3 separate regions of the Mus musculus genome follow, and regions 1 and 3 are each linked to region 2. A link is a contact called in public Hi-C and promoter capture Hi-C data. All regions are on one chromosome and are shown on one strand. Each heading gives the region's core, a stretch centred on a gene start, on an enhancer-like site or on the middle of the called end of the contact. The rest is flanking DNA. Distances are from core to core; before and after follow the strand shown.

The links. Promoter capture Hi-C pulls out the DNA fragments that hold promoters and counts their contacts. A called contact is a pair of places that touch in the nucleus more often than the background predicts.
Region 1: a contact with region 2 is called in a Hi-C map of B cells, with 6 read pairs. The contact joins the promoter of Bmt2 here to the promoter of Tes in region 2. A contact is called at or near these places in 3 of 484 Hi-C or Micro-C datasets (B cells, CD4 T cells and CD8 T cells).
Region 3: a promoter capture Hi-C map of pre-B cells shows a contact between it and region 2, with 4 times the contacts expected there. The contact joins the promoter of 2610001J05Rik here to the promoter of Tes in region 2. A contact is called at or near these places in 1 of 39 promoter capture datasets (pre-B cells) and 1 of 484 Hi-C or Micro-C datasets (CD4 T cells).

Annotation. Positions count from the first base shown.
Region 1 is chr6:13,676,312-13,680,491 of GRCm38.p6, forward strand. Bmt2 (base methyltransferase of 25S rRNA 2) reads right to left here and starts at 1,655. Exons shown (of 5, transcript NM_175312.4): 1 at 1,369-1,655. The coding sequence starts at 1,522.
Region 2 is chr6:17,062,141-17,066,403 of GRCm38.p6, forward strand. It overlaps Tes (testis derived transcript), which reads left to right and starts at 3,009. Exons shown (of 7, transcript NM_207176.3): 1 at 3,009-3,173. The coding sequence starts at 3,147. Gm15473 (predicted gene 15473) reads right to left here and starts at 3,447. Exons shown (of 2, transcript NR_167659.1): 1 at 2,452-3,447.
Region 3 is chr6:13,869,375-13,873,262 of GRCm38.p6, forward strand. It overlaps 2610001J05Rik (RIKEN cDNA 2610001J05 gene), which reads right to left and starts at 2,144. Exons shown (of 3, transcript NM_001352887.1): 1 at 2,065-2,144; 2 at 1,682-1,772; 3 at 1-1,366. The coding sequence starts at 1,337. The coding sequence ends at 1,158. It overlaps 1110019D14Rik (RIKEN cDNA 1110019D14 gene), which reads left to right and starts at 2,195. Exons shown (of 3, transcript NR_045995.1): 1 at 2,195-2,253.

The sequences.
Region 1 (4,180 bases), core at 405-2,904, 3.4 Mb before region 2:
TCTTCAAACAACATAAAAACCACTAGAGAATGGCATTATGTAAGTGCATTTTGTGACTATCAAGAATGATGCAACTGTTGCTATGGTAACCACTCATTTTATTGAATTGAGGTTGGGAATTAAAGTATCTTCAATAAAAAAAAATTCAATACCTTAATATGCTTGCCAAGGTTCTTCTATTAGTACCTATCAAACAATAGCTATTAGCCATCTTTGGGGATATCAAATGGCCTCTATTAAAAGCCAGGGCTAAGTTGTCAAGGAAAGAACTTTGAATAGTGTTAAGAATAAAATGCATCAACGACACTCAAAGGAAGATAGACTTGACTGAACTTTCAGAGTAATTGAAAAGTGTGCATAACTGAAAAGTGACATGATCTCACAAGTCTTTGTTCCTTCACTGTCATAATTTCTCTTTTAACCTAAATTATTAACTAGTTAAAAGACTGACATTAGAACGCTGCTGAGTTTTCATTTTGCAATTAAGCTAAAGAAAAATCTGCTGAAAGTAGCCCATTTTAACACTTTATGAGAATTTTTTTCCTGAACACATGAAGAATAATGCAAAGTGTCACCTTCCGAATCTTATAAAGTTGCTTTGTTTGAGAGCCCCCATTTACAAAATGCCAGGATAATTCATAAAATTCAACTATAGACACTGTTCCGGCATATGCGCCAGACGAAAAGCTGCCCCCATGGAAGAGCGGGGTCTGCACCTCTGGCCAGCTTCGAAGGCACCGGCATCTTTCAGAGTCTCTGTGCTTAGAGACTCTTCAAACCTGCACAGTCTCTTAAGAACCTGCCCCAGATCTCTTCCTGGACTGTCTCCACAAACTTGAAGATGGAGCTGCGGTGGAGGGGAGCTACCTGCCACCCTCTCCCCAGTGAAACACGGCAGGCGAAGCACCTTGAGATCCTCCGCTGGGCCTGCTGACTTCGCAGCCCTGGATGCCCAGGCAGGGGAGGCCTCGGCACGGCCTTGCCAAGGAGCGAAGAGGAAGAGGGGCTGTTGCCAAGCGGGCTGAACAACAGGCTGGTCCAGCGCAGAAGAGCGAGGGGCAGCTTCGCTCCTGCCAGTCTCTCGGTGGAGTCACCCCCACCCCCACCCCTCTTCGGGTCTTACCTGAAAGCCCCTCCCTCCCTCTGAGCGGCGGCTCGGTGACAGTGGTCTCAGCCCACCGCTGGGGACAGGGCCTAGGCGGGTGGCGACTGCCCATTAGGGCTCCGGGAGCCGACCGCAGGAGGCCGGCCGGCCGATCGCGGCCTGGGCAGACGTGCCGCCCCCGTGTGTGTCAATGGTGGCCTGTGGGGCTGAAAAGAGCTGACCCAGCCGGGGGACGCGCCTCCCCTCCCCCGATGCCTGTTTACCTTCGCGGTACTTCTTGCGGAGCCGCCGATGAACGCTCTTCACCACCCCGGACAGCTTCTCCTGCTCCAGCTTCCGCTCCTGCTCCCGGGGCTGCGCGGCGTTCGGGGGCCGCTGTCCGCGCGCTGCGCCTCGGCCACCCGGCCCCGGCTCCATAGCGCTGCCGCCGCCGCCGCTGCCGCTGCCGCCGCCGCCCCTCGGGCCCCGCGGTCTCTCCCCGGACGGAGGAGGTGGGGAAGAGGAGGCAGCAGCAGAGGCAGCAACCGGAGGAGGCCGAGGAGCCACAGCTAAGGCCTCGGGGGCGGTGTCTTCCCAATAGCGCAAGGTGATTGGTGAACTGCGGAGGGCTGGGTGGAAATGGAAAGGGCCGCGGACCAATGGGCAAAGGGCAGCGGCGGCGCACCGGGTTGTTTGGGAAGGAGCAGCTGAAGGAGGCGGAGAAAGCACTGGGCTCCTCGCCAGGCCACGCCCCGGATGCTGTGCGGAGGAGCCGGGGCTGCCTAGGGGAGGAGGCCTGTGGTATGGGGTGCGCTTGCGCCCCAGAGTTATTTGCCTAGTTTGAGCTTCATTGTATGGTCCAGCTTTGGCACGTCTCCCAACTTCCTAGGCCGCTGGGAGTTTGGGTGATGCTGCCACAGGACGCGGTCGTCCACCTGAGTTCCCTCTGCACCCTGTTGCACCTCTACAATTCCCTTCAGCTAAATACCCTTTGAAGACTTGGCTGCTACGCAGGGTTTTACATTTCAAGGAGTCCAAACTTGAAAGCCTTCATCGGGGTCAAGGAGAGGTCAAACTACCAAATCCCGATGTAATTCTCTTAGCTAACCCAGGTTAATGCTTGGCATACTGCTGCTACACGAAAGACAATGAATTGCGGGAAAGAAAGATAAAAAAAAAAAAAAATAGTAGGAGGTGTGGGACAAGTTAAAACACCAAAAGGCCATATTGTCTCCCTGTAGAACTTCTGTAATGACCATAAGAATGGGTTACTGGAAAACTTGCATTGATTGTAGGTCATCTCAGAACCCACAGAAAAGTCTGCTCAGGTGGTCTCTCATATTTTGGACAGTTAGTCCACTAGTCCATGCAAAATTCAGTAAATGGCTCCCCCTTTCCAACTTCTTTCATTTGTGTGTAACACTATTAAGGGTATGTGATTGCCGACTTGTTTAAGAAAGATGGAAGCCCAATCTCCAAAAAGAGACTGCATTCGCTCTGTACTAGTACTTACCTAGGCTGCTGGTAGTGCATCAGGCAGACCTGGGAATGACTTGTATCTGATTGTGCACTTTACAGCTATTGGTTACATCACATTGTATAGACATTGTATAGACATTGTTGCATTGAAACTTTCAGATCAATGTCTTGGTAATATTAGTAACATTCTCTTTATGTCACTGTTGGGTCCAAAGGAAACGCTGTTTCCACAAATTCTGGGGGTTAGACAAAAAGCCACATTCCTCAGGAATTGTTGAAGCTGATTCCTTTCTGCTAAAGGGAGCCATTTCTTTTACCATTCTCAGAAGGGATAATTTGTTATCTGTGGAACCTAACAGCATAGCGAAGTGCATGCTGGCCTCCAGGCTCTCTCACATCACAAATGCCTGTTACACAGTTAATGTCCATAGCTTCCTTTCTTCTAACATCTCATTCTCCTTATAACCCTTACTATTTCAGCTATGTGTGTTCTTGGTCCTCTCTTCTGCCCTCTCTTGGTCCTCTCTTGGTCTTCCTTTCACTCCTCCCCCTCACCCCCTTCCCCCACTCCTTCCTTCTATTACTCTCTACTCTGCTCCTGCTCTTTCTTGCTCAGGTATAGTTTGCTGTCCCTTCTCTCTGCTCTGGATTCTTCCAGATACCTCTGCTTGTTCTCTTCTTTCTATCTACCATACAAACCTTCCCCTCAAACATGGAATGGAGTGGTCATGTTGTGTTTATACAGTAACTATTTCATGATACTTCCTGGTTAAGATGATTCTGACCAACAAAACATTATACATGCTTTCCAGACCACAGGAGCAGAAATATCACTGTGAAGAAGTAGATTAGACACAGGCCAAAATAAACAAACTTCAGAAGAACTGTAATCGTGAAGTGACCTTACAAGAACTAGCAAGGAACCAGCAGGCATTGTGGCCTTACATGGGAAGAAAAGAAGAACTTGGGTTCCTTCCCCCAACACACACAAATATTAAAAGCAAATGATGTTGAAAATATTTGAAAGCTACATCATAATTCACAGCAAAGTTAGGTACACATGTCATTTGTAGTGAATATTAGGTATTTATTTGTTTAATATGAATGTTTCACACTTCCATCTAGGAAAATAAGTCTTATAGTGTATTTTTATTTAATTTTTAAAATATTTACTTATGTGTGAATGTGTTTGTGCAAATGCTATGTCCTCTGGGGGCAGAAGAGTGAATTGGGTTACTACAGCTGGAGTTAGGTATATGTAGCTGTGAGTCATCATAGAAGCTAGAACTCAATTTGGAGTCTCTGCTGAACTATCTCTTCAGTCCAGAGTTTGTTTGTTTCTTAGTTTTTTTCTTTTCACACTTTACTTCATACTACTTGCAGATGGACTTTCAAGACCTTTGAAAACAGTGGTTCTTAACCTTCCTAATGTTGGAACCTTCTAACTTAGCTCCTAGTGTTGTGGTGGCTTCCAACCATAAAATTGTTTTCATTGCTACTTCATAATTTTGCTACTGTTATGAATTGTAATATAAATATCTGTGTTACAGTGGTCTTAGGTAACCCCCATAAAAGGATGATTAGGTCCCAAATAGTCGAAACCCATAAGGTTGAGAT
Region 2 (4,263 bases), core at 1,759-4,258:
TACTACTCGCTTCCCTGACCTTGCTTCTACTCCCTCTCTCTATAGAATGTCATTGTTCCTACAGGTCTACCTCTCTCTGTGTAAACAGCATCTATACACAACTTAAGAGCAAACAAAACTCCCTAGGCCTGTCTACATTGCTCAGTGTCCATGACAGCCCAGAGGTCCAGGAAGGGCTCAGTCACTTCACTGATCATAGATTGTAATTAGATTACCCACGGCCTATTTTTAAGTGCAAAAAATTACATATTATTATTGTAATACATATTGGTCTACATAAAGACCTTTTTAGTATGTTTGTGTAAAATCTAGTATATTTGCTTATTTTTCTAAGAATAAAGACACTCAAAACAAAACACGTCTCTCTTTGATTGATTTCTCCTCTGCCAGAGAAGGTCATGTGCTTGGCTGATTTTCCATGAGTTTTGGGGTGGAGCCAAGTTAAACATTAACCACAGAACTCCAGTAGACACAAAAGAAGCTCCAATTCTTAAGTACTATGTGCCCACAATTCACCAACGATGCACCCTCCAAAAGCATCAATGGCTTCTGCTAAGTGCGCCTCACACCGGATCCTTCTCTCGTATTTCAGGCGGTGGCTAACCCTTCCTCCCCAAAGTTCCTCTCTTTGATACATGGCTTTGATTCTTTCACCCTGGTCTTCTCGCCTCCTTTGACTGGCTTTTTAGCTGTCCGTGCTGGTCCTGTTCAGCCTGGCTTACTGGTTGTCATCCAGATCTTCTAGTTTACCATCCTCTAAGCTGTTCTTGATGCCACTCATGACTTTTAATTAATCCAGGTGGGAAGCTAACTTCCCCAAGTCACCATTCCAACATAGGCCTAATCTCTAAATGTGTTTCAGCATCCCAGTTTCAAGTCCAATATATTCAAAACCATACCTGTTACCTGTCCATATCTGCAGTGACAAATGCACAGCTATATAAAACTCTGCCCTGTCCCATAGATTCCTTTTCCCCCTAAATCTACCAGAGATGATGACACCAGAAATGCCTGCATCTGTCTACTCATCTATCATTGACTCCAGTCATCAAACTGGGCAAGTTCTAGCTCCTGACACCTCTGCTGTCTAACACTTAACCACTTGATAAAAGATTTCAGTCCAGTTCTCCTAACATTGATCTACCCTGTTTCAATTTCTATAAATTATCCACAAATGGTTGGCAATAATCTATAATCGGCAAGATGGAAACTCCAGTTAGAAACCACTGAATTCCAATATTGGGAAGGCTTGCAAGGAAGAAAAGGAGGAAGACAAAAATTGATGGAAAAACAAAACAAAACACACAAAAACCCAAACACTAACACTTCCATATCATTTTTCTTGGTGTCATCTCTTCTCTTTCACAAACAAAGGGCCCCAGGCTTATGTCACAACATTTGCTTTATGGCTATTTTAGACAGATTTCCGGGACATCTCTCTGTTAAGCTTTCTGGAAAAGCAGAAATGTTACCAGATCTCATCAGAGTGCATTAACACCCACACTGGGCAGACTCTGTAGACCCAAGTCTGTGGGGTGATTTGGGAAAATGCCTTAGAATACTTTATTCCAATTTAATGTAAAGCAAAAACTATAACAAGCTATTTTGATCATTGTTAGCTGGATACTGAAAACATACACATGTTAAACCAATGCTCTGTTAAGCAGTATTAACAAGTTATCAAGTACAACAGTATATAAAGTGTTGGCTAAAGTGTATTTTGAAGTGCTTTAGTTACCAAATGTCCAGACGTAAAATGAAACATCTCGACCCAAGTATCTGCATTATATGGAGATTTTATTTTTAATATCACGTGCATATAGAGGAAAACATATATACATATGCATATGTAGACGCTGGACTAGGAGATCACCAGATACCTAGCCATCAACAATTTCTATGTAGTAGGAACTGAATAAAATTACTTCGGGCTAGAGAGATGGTTCTGTTGTTAAAAGCTCCTGCTGCTCTTGCAGAGGACTTGATTTCAGTTCCCATCCCCCAAGGCAGGGGCCTCACGGCGGCCTGGAACTCCAACCTCAGAAGATTCTACTTATTCTGGGCTCTAAGTGAACCTGCTCTCAAAAGTAGGCATGCTCACACATAGATGCATAATTAACTCACACCCCCTGTCCCCCCAATTTACTGGGACTCAAGCTCTGTTCCCAATATGTTGTATCTGAGAGGTGCCTGTACTTCGGGGCCTACAGATCCTTGCAAGATGTATGAAGTAAATTAATCCCTAGGGTCCTCCACGCCCCAACAATCCAAGATGAGGTTCTTTCCGCAATAGCTATTGAAAGAAAAGATAGAATGGGTTCTTGGTGGCCCAGGCTTCTGTGAGACCGCAGTTTGAAACTAGACTTCACGAGAAGCAAGAGCAGCTCGCCTTTTTCCCACTTAGTAGGTCCAAAAAGGGAACCCTGTTTCCCAAACAAGGACACCACTTACTTCTGCAGTAGTTGCTGTGAGCCTCCCGTTGCTTTTTAGTGTTGAGTGCTCACAAAACAATATAGTGGTAGTCTTGATGGGCATCAACGATGTGAGAGAAGCTTCCTTGGAAGTGCACAGGACTCTAGAGAAAGCATTGGAGAAATGGACATCTCCACCATTCAATAGTGAAACCAGGGCCCGTGCTCATCTCTGGGATGCCCAAGGAGCTCCATGACTTCTTTTTGTCTCTGAAATCAGCCAAGAAGTTGGTACTGGGAGGGTCACTCACTCCTCTTGGCCTGCTTGAAAAGTCCTCGGACACACAAGTACAACTACCGAAATGTAAAGGTATGGGTCTGCTCTTCAGCTGGAGGAAAGGATGGCCCCACAGAAGTCCAGTGGGTGCAAGGCTTTGAAGAAACTAAGTCGGTGCGCCCAGGGAACTCCGCAGGGCCCCGCCCCTCGCGGCCCCGCCCCTCACCTTGCTAGCGGCACGCTCTGGCTGCGAAGGTGCGTGCGGCGCGCGCTGATTGGCCGCTACCCGGCACTGCCCCGCTGCCATTGGCTGCCAGGGCCTCTTTGTTCCAGGTCCCAGCCGCTGCCGAACCGGGCTGCGGAAGTTCGAGTGCCCATGCTGAGTAGCAGCGGCAGCGGCGCCGGAGTTCCCGCAGCGGAGATCGCGGACGCGGGACTGAGCCCCTCCGACGCCCAGTATGGACCTGGAAACCAAAATGAAGAAGGTGAGTGGGGCGGGCGACGGGCGTGGTCGCCTCACCTGAGCGCGGGAGCTGGTCCGGGTTCCGGGACCAGACCCGGTGGGTGCGGCTGGAGGATGACTCCCCGGACCCCGATCCCTTGGGTGACTGTCGCTGCGGAGCGGGACCCTGCAACTCGCTGTCTCTGCGCCTGAAACTTTTCGGAAAACCTTTCGGCCACGCCTTCCCCCAAGCCCTGGGCGAAGTCTTAGGCGAGGTGGTGGCTGACACCGCTTCCTGCCTGGGGAAGCAGCGCTCTGGGGAGCCTGTGTGATTCAGTGATGTGGCTTTGACATCCTCCTCCCCTGCAGTCTGGCTGCCCCAGGCGCTCTAAAGTGGCTGCTGACTGGTGACACTTCCTTCACACCCGCGCCTGCTGATAACTTCTGAAGTGATGACTTTTGGGGGATGTGTATGTGTTTCACTTATGGCTTGAGTGCCAAAACACTGTCTCCTTCTTGCGGAGTTAATTCTCAAAAGAAAATGCCGTTTGGCAGCCAGGCACAAACAGCGGTCATTGCAGGTGCTCAGCGGCCCCGCCTGCGGAGCACCCTCCTGGCTGCTCCTGGTGTCCAGGCTATAAAGGCCCTACCTGAGGAGCTCCGAGATTAGGTCTCTCAGGTCGCCTGGGAGAAAGAGGTGGGGACCAGACTATGACTCAAAAGAATGCTGACGTCACATTCTATTGTAACTTTCGACCTTAAAGGTCTTGTTCTCGGGAATTGCGCCTGTTTTCTTTCAAGTGAATTTAAGTTAGTTGGTCATTTTTCAAATAAGGAAGGAAGTTGTGCACAGTAAGAAAGCCAAGTTGAGGAAACTTTCTTCTGCGGCTTTGCAGTTGCAGGTTCATCTTCTAAAAGGGAATTTCTATTTTGTGCCAGAATTGAAGGTTTCAAATCGTATGCAAATATATGGTATGAGGTTTAGGAAGCTGTTGATAAATAAAAATTTGAACCTAGGAAACAGTTCCTTGGTCTCTTCTGATTAAAATCAACACTCAGAAGGGAAGGGAAGAACAGGAAATAGAAGATTCTTTCTAGTCTCTTCCTGTTTGATATTTATTCTTTTAACGTGT
Region 3 (3,888 bases), core at 894-3,393, 3.2 Mb before region 2:
CAGGTTCCACTTTCTCAACTTCTATGCAATACAGACAGAATTAAAAGTTCTGTTTGGAACAAAAGGACCTGAAGTGACTCTTGGGTACTAACAGTTTGAGTAGTTTTTCTTGAAACTATAACATTCTAATTTAAATTCTAGCCAGAATATTTGTCCTGGGCCCAAAAATGTGAATTAAAAATCTCTGTAATCTATTGGTTTGGGGACTCTTGGAATTACTAGGGCAAAGAGGGTACACCTTTTTAGCTGGTGTACAAATCAAAACACTTCCTTTCCTATTTGTGGATTTTCTATCAGAATCCTCGTCTATCTCAAAGATGCCCATTTCTTGCCCATGGTGATCCTTTAAGGTAACATAACCAGTCCCTTTTCACTCAGATTATAAATAATTAGCTCATAGATACAAGCAGACCAAAACAATAGGTGAACTGATGGCATAATGGCTATGTATTTGATACAATACATCTCACAAGGAGAAGATACTCAATGTAAAGTTATCTTTTAACAAATATTTTCTCTATTTTAGTATTAGATATGTTTAGTACATTTTTATTAAACTTTTTCTCAGAGATAAAAGTTTTTGGCTAAGATCTAAGTACAATATCAACTTGCGAGATAAAAACAGAAGCATTAAAAAAAAAGAAAACCAGTAACAACAATAAAACAAATCCAAAACCCACCCCAACCGGTTCTCTGAGAGAGTGAGAGTGAGAGTGAGAGAGAGAGATCCCCAGAATGCAAGAGGCAGTGATTATAACAATATAGATTTACTAGATTCTGAACAAATACTTCCATCTTCCAATTCCATGTGCTCTGACAACTTGAAAGTATGAAATAATACTTTTGCAAACTTAAGCCCTCTCACTTTGGCCCCTTCCCAAGCAGCAAATACAAGTTATGGGCCACATTATTAGTGCACTCTTTGTTGTTAAGAGCCGCCCTCCACTCCCATCTGCCCTCCACTCCCATCTGCCCCCATTGTAGAAGAAACAAGTATGAACGTGAAAGCATCTCTTAACTGAGAGTGTTAACTCTCAGCTAACTGTAACCCTCTTGCTGAGAACGGGAGAGATCAAATCTTGGGGTCGGCCTCAACAGAACAATGGTTTTCAGCACACTGGTCAGGGTGCAGTCTAATTCAGAAGAGTCCTTCAGAGTCACATCTGTCCATTTCGCTTTCTTGCGTATATCCCCAAGCAAGCACAGATGCCGGTAATGCTGAGAACCACACCTAATAAGAGTGCAATCGCGTCTCCAGCTTCCACTGCTTCAACAACAGGCAGGATCAAAAGCAGCGAAGCGAGGACTAAGATCAATTGCGTTGAAACTGAATTCATGATGCTAGGATCTGGAGGGCTGAACTTGCCTAGAAGTTAAACACCGAACAAAAGAAACTGTTAAAAAAAAAAGCCTTATTTTTTTTTTTTTGAATGACAATATTAATATAAAACAATCTTTTAGACTGGAATTTGTGAATCATTTCAGATGTCAGTTTAAGATGACAAAACTAAAGACAGTCATTTTAGGTTATCATTAGAAAAGAGAGGGAAAAATGCATAAGATACTTGCCAAATAAAATACCCTAACAGGTAAAAGTCACATTTTATTAGCATGTCTCTTATCTAGAAAATTCAACACAACACGTGACTCTGTGAAGTTGTAAGGAATTAATAAGACTTACCGAAACAAGGGTATAAGTAATTCTACCCAACGTGAAATATTCTCTTTGGAACTTCCGGATGCTGAGGCTAAGAGGTTACTCGTGACACAGCCTATTTTAAAGAGGAAGCTAGAGTCAGTGAGAAACGAACAGCAAGGACAGAAATTGGTAACGAGTACAGAAAACACTCCCTAACAGTTCCTTCAAAAAGAGACTACTAGATTTAAAGTTAGTTCTCACACACAGATTGCTAAATGAAACCAAGCCGAGAAGCAAATTCATCCCAAGATCTAACATAAAGATCTGGAATTCCTTCGCCCTGGGAGGGTGCAAATTTGTTGGGTTGTGCAAGTACACTAGGAGAATCAATCCTGGAATCCCCGGGAGCGGAGTTTGTACCTTACCGGACCGAAAGCAGCCATTACAGGAATGGAGAGCAGGGCGGTGTCGCCAGACTACATTTCCCACAAGCCCTGCTGCCTACTCCCGTCATGCACAGCGCGCTCTGGGATCCCTGACTGAGGGATAGACCACAGGCTGCTTGTTGTTCGGGTTTCACAAGTTTGCCCTCTGGTTTTACTGTTAAAGAGAGGGTGAGTGTTCAAGAAAAGGTTTAGTGAATTCGTAGGACTAACGAAACAACAATACGTGTTTTCTGCCCTGTAAAGGAATTCTAGCCGCATGAATATGTCTTGTTAGTACTCTGAAATAAGGAAGTAACCGTGGGAGAGGGTAGCTGAGGGAAGCCATCTGTTTGGGAATGTTTCAAACCTGGGGCCTTCCAACATTTCTGCAGCAGAAAATCCCCGTTATCATTTTCCAAATGTGCCTAATGACATTTGCTAATTTTTTAAAACTAACGGGGAAAATAAGCACATTTAATCAGAAAGTTTGGAAAATATTGAATCATTTGTGGTGCAAATCAGGTTTAGAAAATATGGTTTCAGCCCTATACACAGATCTTTTCCGATTCGAATTCTTGTCTTTTTCAGAATGTTCACTCTCCACAGCCTCCCAATATTTTAAGATGCCAAGTTTAGTACTCAAAACCATTATAAGTATTATTCACATGCATCTGTAAGCATTAACTTTGAAAAGTTCTTGAAGTCTTGTTACCTGGGATATCCATACTAAATGTTCCTTCTGGCCCGAGCACTTTCATACTTACTGACAATTTGTCATCTTCTCATTGTAAGTTACTCACGGTGCTGAGTTAGAGGTGCCCGGACTTGTCCTGATAAAAATCATGCGAATACTGTGGGCACACTCAGTTGAGTGTCTATAATCAGCTTGTATTCTTGTGTTGTTGGTTCTCCTTTTAAACACAGTTGTATCTCTCTGACGGTAATGATTTATACTTCTGCTTCCCAAAAGACGTTTGGCAGGAACTTCAGCGACATTAGCTAGGAACAATAATTTGATGAAATAAATGTGCCAAGATTTTACAGGAGCTTCACAGAGGTGGTGAACACATTAAAGCAAGTTGTGTCTGATAGATTGACAGTGTTGTTTTTCTAAAGTTAATTATTTTAACAAATTCACTCTAATTGCACTTGTCTTATGTTGCTTTTGGCTTTGTATCTTTCCTATCAATTAGTTTTGGAATAGGACCTCTTGCTTTTATGACTTCCAAAATATCCTCCTACATTCCAGTGTTTTCATTTGGGAGGTTTTATTTTTCCTTATGTATTTGTTTCAGCTAGTGGAAGTCTGCAGACTAAAGTTAGTGCTTGTACACTTTTCTGTTCCTGAGTCTGTAAAGTGTCTTGCTTAAGCTTTAAGTTTGCAGAGTCTATGCATGGTAAAAATGTTCATCTTTTCAATTATTGTAGTTAGAAATTAACTAATGACTTGGTCTATCTGTAAAACCGTGGTACAAATTGGTGTAGGGATATTTTGGGCTCAAATATAGTTTTAAACTGAAATCTGTTGCATTTTGCTAATTAGGTTCTCTCCGTATTGGAAATCCAAGGAAATGCTTTTACAACAGCACTTTTAGGTTAGAGGCTATTATAATTCTATTTTTTCCTCATTCTATTCTAACTAGTCTGTTTTTCTTTTAATAGTAATTTATTCCTTTACTTTAAAACAACGGTTCCACCATACTAGACAAACTTTCAGGTTACTTGTCAAGATGCAAATCTCAGAACTACTCTCCTTACCTCTGAGGGGGTTCCACCACTCACATACTCTTTCCATTCCATGCACATTTAATGCTCGACTGTTTA